Regions from separate parts of the Canis lupus genome. Here region 1 is linked to region 2. A link is a contact called in public Hi-C data. All regions are on one chromosome and are shown on one strand. Each heading gives the region's core, a stretch centred on a gene start, on an enhancer-like site or on the middle of the called end of the contact. The rest is flanking DNA. Distances are from core to core; before and after follow the strand shown. Region 1 holds the start of MRPL1 (39S ribosomal protein L1, mitochondrial). Region 2 overlaps MRPL1 (39S ribosomal protein L1, mitochondrial).

Region 1 (3,731 bases), core at 164-2,663, 37 kb before region 2:
CGCGCGCGGGCGGCGCACACACTCGCGTCCCCGGTCCGGCCCGGCCCGGTCGGGGCCCGCCGCGGCCGAGCAGCTTCACCCGCGCGGCGCCCACAGAGGGGGGAGGGGAACGGGGGGGCGGGGGAGGGGCGCCCCTCGGGGGTCCCGGACACACGGAACCCGCCCCGCACCCCGGGGCCGCCAGCGCCGGCCCCACACACGCCCACTGGCCCCGGGTCCCCGGGCCGCCTCCCCGCCCGCCACAGCCTCACCTCGCACAGCCTCACGCACGCTCGTCGCTCTCCCACCTCACCTCCCGGGGACGCTTCCGTGTCCCCCACATCGACCCTCCTCCGAGGCGCAGACACTCTACCTCATTCTCTTCCTCCGGCCCAGGCGGAGCAACAGCAGCCATTTCCCCGCGGCAGGGGAGACACGGCGGCGCGCGCGCCCGGCCCCACAGATGCTTCCCTCCGGGCCGCGGCCGCAGACGCAAACACAAACACCCACGGGCGGGCCTCGCTCCCGCCCGCCCCGCCGCGCCGCGCCGCGCAGCGCCGCCGCCGCCACCGGCAGGGCCCGCGCCCCCCCTCACCTGCATTCAGCGCGCCGGGGTCCGGGCGGCGGCGGCGGCGGCGGCGGCGGGGCGGCTGCTGCTGGTGCTGGGGCTGCGGCGGCGGGGGAGGCGGCGGCGGCGGTGGCGGCGGGGCTGAGGGCAGCAAAGACATGCAGGCAGCCCGCCGGGGGGAGAGGCACCGGCCGGAGGGGACGCGGGGCGGGCGGGCCGGGCCGGGCCGCCTGAGGGACGGCAGGGGCGGCGGCGGAGAGGGCGGCCGACGGGAGCGGGCAGGCGGGCGGGGGGCGGGGGGCGGGACGGTGACCCCGGGCGCCCAGGAGAGGCCCCGCGGCCGCGGCCCCCGACGCGACGGCCCAGCGCCGCAGCGAGCTCCCTCCCACGCCGCGGCTGCTACTCCGAGGGCGGCGCGGAGCCCGGCCTTGGCCTTGGCCTCCGGGCGCCGGGGCTGCTGCCGCCGCGGGGCTTGCTGCTGCGCCTGCCGCTGCCGGGCCCGAGGCTGCCGCCGCCGCCGCTCGGGGACGCCAGGCTCCGGTGCCTTCGGTGCCTTCGCTCCCGCTCCCACGTTCACAACCCCGAGGGCCGGGGAGAGGCGTCCGCGCGAGGTCGGAATTGGGATTAATAACAAGGTGCGGAGAGTGCGAGGAGGAGGAGGAGGAGGAGGAGGAGGAGGAGGAGGAGGAGGAGGGTTGATTGACGTGGAGGGGCTGGCGGCGCTCAGACACTCCCCTGCGCGAGCGCGAGCGGGAGCGCGAGCGGGAGGGGGAGGGGAGAGGAGGGAGGGAGGGAGGGAGGGGAGGGGAGGGGCGGGGCGGGGAGGGGGCGGAGCTCCAGCGCCGCGCCTCGGCCCCGCCCCCCGGTCCCCGGTCCCCGGTCCCGCCGCGGGCCGTGGCGCGCCTGCGCGCGTGGCTGCCAGGGCGCTCACCCGTCTTCTCCTTTGCCCTTATCGCTTTTTTACTCTCTTTTCTTGGCTCGAGCGGCCGGCGGAGCTGGGGGGACTGGCGGGGCGTCACACGTCCACGTCCACAGAGCCATGCTGCGGAGGAGGCCGGCGAACCCTCCTCACCCGGTGTTCCTGCCGGACGCGGCGCCGTTTGCCGCTCGCAGGCCTGAGGCGGCCTGAGCGGGAAGCGCTGCTCGGGAGCTAACGAGACGTCAGGTGAGGGGAGGTGAGGTGAGGGGAGGGGAGGTGAGGTGAGGTGAAGTGACGGAAGGAGAAGGTTTCCTGACATCTCCGATGGGGCGTTTTTGTTGGTTGGTTGGTTGGTTGGTTGGTTGGTTGGTTGGTTCAACGCAAAACACCTGGAAGTTGTGTCGCGAAAGGTAAACTGAGGAACCTCTGACGCTCCGCCATCATCCCCGTCCTACTCATCGCCTGATTCTCCCTTCTCGCGGTACAACTACGTGTGTTTGGCTGTGACCCTCCCCCCCCCCCGCCCCCTTAGCGAAAACATCAAAACGTAGAGAAAGATTAATGTTCGCTTGGCGAAGGTGGCCTTGACGTTTTAAGTTTCTCGGGTCTAGTTATGTTTCTGTGGGTTGGCTTCTGCTTTTTTACCACCTGTAGGTAGTCAAAAAAACAAAAAACAAAACAAAACATACCGACTCTAGAGGCAGAGTAGTGCTATTGCACTTTTGCACACTCCCTCGGTGCATGCTCCAGGCTTGTGCACTAAAACAAGCAGCATAAGGGTAGATTATTAGCGTATTTTTCCCCACACAGGGGTAGTGTTTAGCATACTAAGCGCGTTGTGTTGGTTGCGATTAATTAGGCCTTATTATTGAATGCCAAAGGCCTTCATCTCCTGGGGAAAGGAATGGTACACACACACCATCATTTAGCCAGAACTAATCAGATATTAAGAGTCCATCATTGCAAAAGGACAATTGCACCTCTTTCATTTTTGTCACCAGAAAGTGAGTAAAGAAGCCCCTTAGGACGGAGGACTGTGGACTACTTTGTTTTCCACCCGCGTTAAGTTTCTGTTTCCCTGTGTAGCAGTCGCGTTCCAGCGTCTGTAATAGGTGTTAAAATGGCCTTGATCCTAAAAGAAGCCTCACTCATTCATTCCCAACTGTCTTCAATCTAGACTGGTATATATGAATAGTTCTCTCTGACTTTGTAAACAACAAAGAAACAAGTCACTTCTGGAGCCCAGAATGGTAAACCTGCCTGAATGGCCTTTTGCCATAGCATTTCTCCTTGACACACACTTCCCCCCCCACCCCCCCACCCCCCAAGGAGAAACACTACCAACTGTTGAAGAAAATAGGAAAATAAACACCTGAAAAATATAAATGTGATGATGGCATATCCTCAAAGATTTAAGCTTATTCAAATACCTATAGATACATAAAGTCGTAGTTCTTTGTATATAATAATGATCTATGAAGGATATTATGTTCCAGACATTGTATTTAGCCTCAGAAATACAAAGATAAGCATATATAGTCCCTATTCTTAAGTAGCTCACAATGGTTGTAGGGGAAACAGACTCTAAACAGGAAATTCTCACAGAGCAACCAGAAATGAAATTATGAAAGGTAATACAAAATAAATAGTCACAACAATACCCAGGAGGATAAGGCTGATGGCACTGGCCTTTTACTTGAGCCATATATCTTGTCATTCTCACAGGCTAACTAGCGAGTAAGGACTAGGGCGAAGGAAGAAGGGATAGCCTTTGTGGCTGATAAGGAAGTGCTAATAGTAAATGGTGTGATGTGCTGGTCCTGAAGCTCAGGTTTATGTGGGAGATGTTCATTGTTGCTCTTTAAATTTTGTATAGTAAACGATCACAATCCATTGAATAATTGTAATTGTGATATTCAGAGTTAAGAACAGTAGGTGTTTATTTAAAAAAAGGCAAATGCAGATTAAGTTTTTTGTTTGTTTTTTTTTTATTATTTCTTCATGAGAGACACAGAGAAAGAGAGAGGCAGAGACACAGGCAGAGGGAGAAGCAGTCTCCATGCAGGGAGCCCAATGTGGGACTCAATCCCAGGACTCCAGGATCATGCCCTGGGCCCTTCATGCCAAAGGTAGGCACTAAACCGTTGAGCCACCCAGGCACCCCCAGGTTAAGTTTAAATAATCTCTATTCTCAGGAATGTTCTCTTTATACCATAGCAAATGTATTGACTCACCAAACAAAAGGAAAGCAAAACTTTTGTATAT
Region 2 (3,835 bases), core at 606-3,105:
AGATACTTAATTCTCATGGAATAAAGGCTAAGATAAATAGTCATAGGTAACTTTAAGATTTAGCAAATTAGTAAGAAACAAAACAAATGAACAAAGAAAAAAGAGACAAACCAAACCAAACCAAACCAAAACAAAACAAAAAAACCCAGACTCCTAACTACAGAGAACAAATTGATGGTTACTAGAGGGTAGATGGAGGGATGGGTTAAATAGGTGAAGGGGATTAAGAGCACACTTCTCATGATGAGCACTCACTAATACATAGAATTGTTGAATCCCTATACTGTGTGTGTGTGTGTGTATATATATATATATATATATATATAAAGATTTCATTTATTTATTCATGAGAGACACACTGAGAGAGGCAGAGACACAGGCAGAGGGAGAAGCAGGTTCCTCCAGGGAGCCCAATGTAGGACTCGATCCCAGGACCCCAGGATCATGCCCTGAGCTGAAGGCAGACGCCCAACTGCTGAGCCACCCAGGCCTCCCTATACTGTACATCTAAAACTAATGTAACACTGTATGTTAACTGTACTAGAATTAAAGTAGTAATAATAAAAATAAAGATTTAGCAAATTAGACAAGGATTTCATATTATAATGGACCCTCAAACAACATGGGTTTGAACTGCATGGTTCCACTTATACGCAAATTTTTTTCAATAAATACAGTATAGTATTATAAATGTATTTTCTCTTCCATATGATTTTCTTAGTGGCATTCTCTTTTCTCTAGTTTACTTTACTGTAAGTATACAGTATATAATACATATAACTGCAAAATATTTGCTAATCGATTGCTTATGTTATCCATAAGGCTTCCAGTCAACAGTAGGCTATTAATAGTTAAGTTTTTGGGGAGTGAAGAGTTATTCATGGATTTTTGGCTCTACAGGGGATTGGCACCTCTAACCCCCATATTGCTCAAGGGCCAACTGTAATTCAACTGATACTAAGTCAAGATGCAGGGTACAGTGTGCCATATTTCAATCTGTAATTTGGAATTAGATATTTTATAAAAAGATGTAAGGAAAGAAACCTGCTAACCTTGGCCAAAGAAAATCTAGGAAAAATCAAACATTGGATGAGACCTAACAAACCTCATAAGTGGGCGACATTATTATTAAAAAAAAATCATAGTTGCTTGCATTATTCTGAGATGGCTCTCTACATGCCACTGGTGTTTTCCAGACCAATGGTGAACTATATAGCCTTGATATTTCTTAGCCTTTAAGACCCCACTAATAATGATTGGCTCTATGCCTCCAGTATTCTTGAACTCTGGACAAATGCACTGGTTGTTATAAGGGAGTGTCGCATTGAGTGGTCCCAAACACATATGCTACTGCATTGTGTCTGCCCTTTTTGTCCTCTTCTGCTGCTTTTGGTTAGTTTTTGTGTGTAAGAAAGGTGCCAAAGCCATCAAAGCTATCTGTGTCCCAAGTATGTCACAGACTGTAGCATGCTGCATTCTAGAATTTCTCTCATGTCCTCTTTTGATCTGGTTCCCATAAACAACAAGCCCTATGCTCATGGGGCTCTAAGTGGTTTCAGCAAAATGTCTCTTTTACATGTTTTTCTTGTGTCTTCCAGCCCAGGTTGTAACAGTAATGCTTGAAAGGCACTGGGCAGAAACAGGGCCCTAAGGATTACTTCTCTTCCACATAGGTGCTGTATCCTTCAAATGCTCTCACCTCCCTTACATGAATAGCTCCTTAGAGCCAAACACACCCTGCAACTCTTCTGTCTGCTTGACAGGTATCTGAATCTCGAGATGCACACAGCTTGGGTTAAGTGCAGTCCTTCGATTACACAGCTGCTACTTCCTGATTCTATTCTGGGTGCCCTAGAAGTGGGGAGTTGTGGTAACACTGCAAAAATCCCCACTCGCTGTCATTCACGAAAGGTTCTGGGTCTCTTCTGATAGTGGGGCATTGGGAACCAGAGCATCTTACTCTCTCTAAATTTCTGCAGCCCTCCTTCTAGAGAGAGTTCAGAAAAGCAATGCGTTCTTGTGGTTTCTTGAAGAATCACATGCTTTATATCAGTTTTGGTGGTACAATCTGTTTTAGAACCTGGATTATTACAGTTGAAGATAAATTTTATTTAGGAGCCCATCTATTTTTATTTATATTCCCAGCCATTACTATTTTCCTTTGACCTTTGGAGAAATTCATTAATTTTTCTAAATACAATCTACTTTTCCTGATGGATTAGGATGCTCATTACTTCCCTGGACCCCTGGATAACTCTTTGATCTATGTTTGCTTTGATTTGTTTCCTTGGGTTAGAGCTCTGTCATCTCTCCTAGATGAGCCAGAAGCATCTTTTATTTGTCCATTAAAAATTAATCCTTAACAATTATTCATAGTTGTTTAGCATAACTTAACAAGATGTAACCAAAGCTAAGGAAGTGCAATGGAGAATCACATGCCACAAAAATGTTGTCATCCCTATTTTCAGATGGAAAGACCACAGCGCTGAGTGGGGATATAACCTGCTAGGGTTGGCCATGTCAGGAAAGCGTGACCTGAACCTCTGGCTCCTTGATTATTAAAGGCTCTTCTACTCTGAGTCTCGTTCTCTCCCCATCTCTCTCATACCACTACTCTTCTACCTCTATCACTTGTTTACTAAGGGAAGAAGACAAATGCTAACCCAGTTGCAACAACAGAAACTTTGTTAGATGGAATAAGATAATTTAGACAAGGATGGAGATGTTACTGTATATGGATGAATATTGGAGTATTTATTTAATTTTTTTAAAAGATTGTATTTATTTATTCATGAAAGACAGAGAGAGAGGCAGAGACACAGGCAGAGGGAGAAGCAGGCTCCATGCAGGGAGTCCGATATGGGACTCGATCCTGGAAGCCTGGTATCAGGCCCTGAGCCAAAGACAGACGCTTAACCACTAAGCCACACAGGCTTCCCAATATTGGAGTATTTAGACTCAATATTTTTCAGATAAAATGACTAAGAAATAATTCTCAAGATTCCCTAAAACCCTTGGGCTCATTTCCTGAAGTAGTAAAAAGTAGATGTTTGGAGACAGAGAAAGAGCTTATTAACTCCTAAGGCTGGGGCTTGAACTCAGCTTCAGTTCAACCTTATCTAAAAAAAAATACAGGATCTGAAAAAAGTGCAACAACAAAATGTCCAGTTCACTTCTGAGTCTACAAAAACAATAAAGCCACACGGTACAAAAGAGAGGAAGAGAGTCACATCCTTTCAGTTACTTACAGCCTACTTTTGTGGGTTGGGTACGCTCTTCAATAAAAATAAAACATTTTCCTGAGAATTGCTTTGTTGGATTGTTACTTTTCTTAGAGCTATAAAATGTTTAAAATATGCATTTCCAGGGGCGCCTGGCTGGCTCAGTCGGTAGAACATGTGACTCTTGATCTCGGGGTCATGGGTTCGAGCTCCACATTGGATGTAAAGATTTCTAAAATAATAAACTTTAAAACAAAGTTTTTAAAAAGTTGGGTAAAACGGGATCCTAAAAATAAATTTAAAAAACCCACATTTCCATATTTAGATAAATATTTCAAGCAAGTTTTACCACTGCATGCATTGAAGATAAAAATTAACTCTAATTAGTGTTTTGTTGGTGCTTGTGACTTGCACGCTTGGCTTTGAAGATCAAAAAATAATACATATGTGCTCACATGTTATTTACCTTCTCCCACACACTCTGATATTATCTGGCCATTTTCTAATTTGAAACATCGGCATCAAAAATATTGAGTCATGGGTGTATGTATGTTTAAACATCAGAGTTTCAGGACAGTGAAGCAGGAAGAGGGTGCAGTGATCAAATATACTGA

The links. A called contact is a pair of places that touch in the nucleus more often than the background predicts.
Region 1: a Hi-C map of blood shows a contact between it and region 2, with 3 times the contacts expected there. The contact joins the promoter of MRPL1 here to the enhancer-like site in region 2. A contact is called at or near these places in 2 of 9 Hi-C or Micro-C datasets (both in blood).

What each region holds. Positions count from the first base shown.
Region 1 is chr32:37,890,316-37,894,046 of UU_Cfam_GSD_1.0, reverse strand. MRPL1 (39S ribosomal protein L1, mitochondrial) reads left to right here and starts at 1,413. Exons shown (of 9, transcript XM_038582347.1): 1 at 1,413-1,712. CNOT6L (CCR4-NOT transcription complex subunit 6-like) reads right to left here and starts at 656. Exons shown (of 12, transcript XM_038582352.1): 1 at 575-656.
Region 2 is chr32:37,853,996-37,857,830 of UU_Cfam_GSD_1.0, reverse strand. All of the region lies in intron 2 of MRPL1 (39S ribosomal protein L1, mitochondrial), which reads left to right. Among named protein-coding and RNA genes, the nearest start is that of MRPL1, 37 kb to the left of the region's middle. Within about 2 kb of position 1,855, at least 1 of the 20 cell types and tissues checked has an H3K27ac peak or open chromatin away from gene starts, as enhancers often do. A contact at or near this core is called in blood, where this site is marked.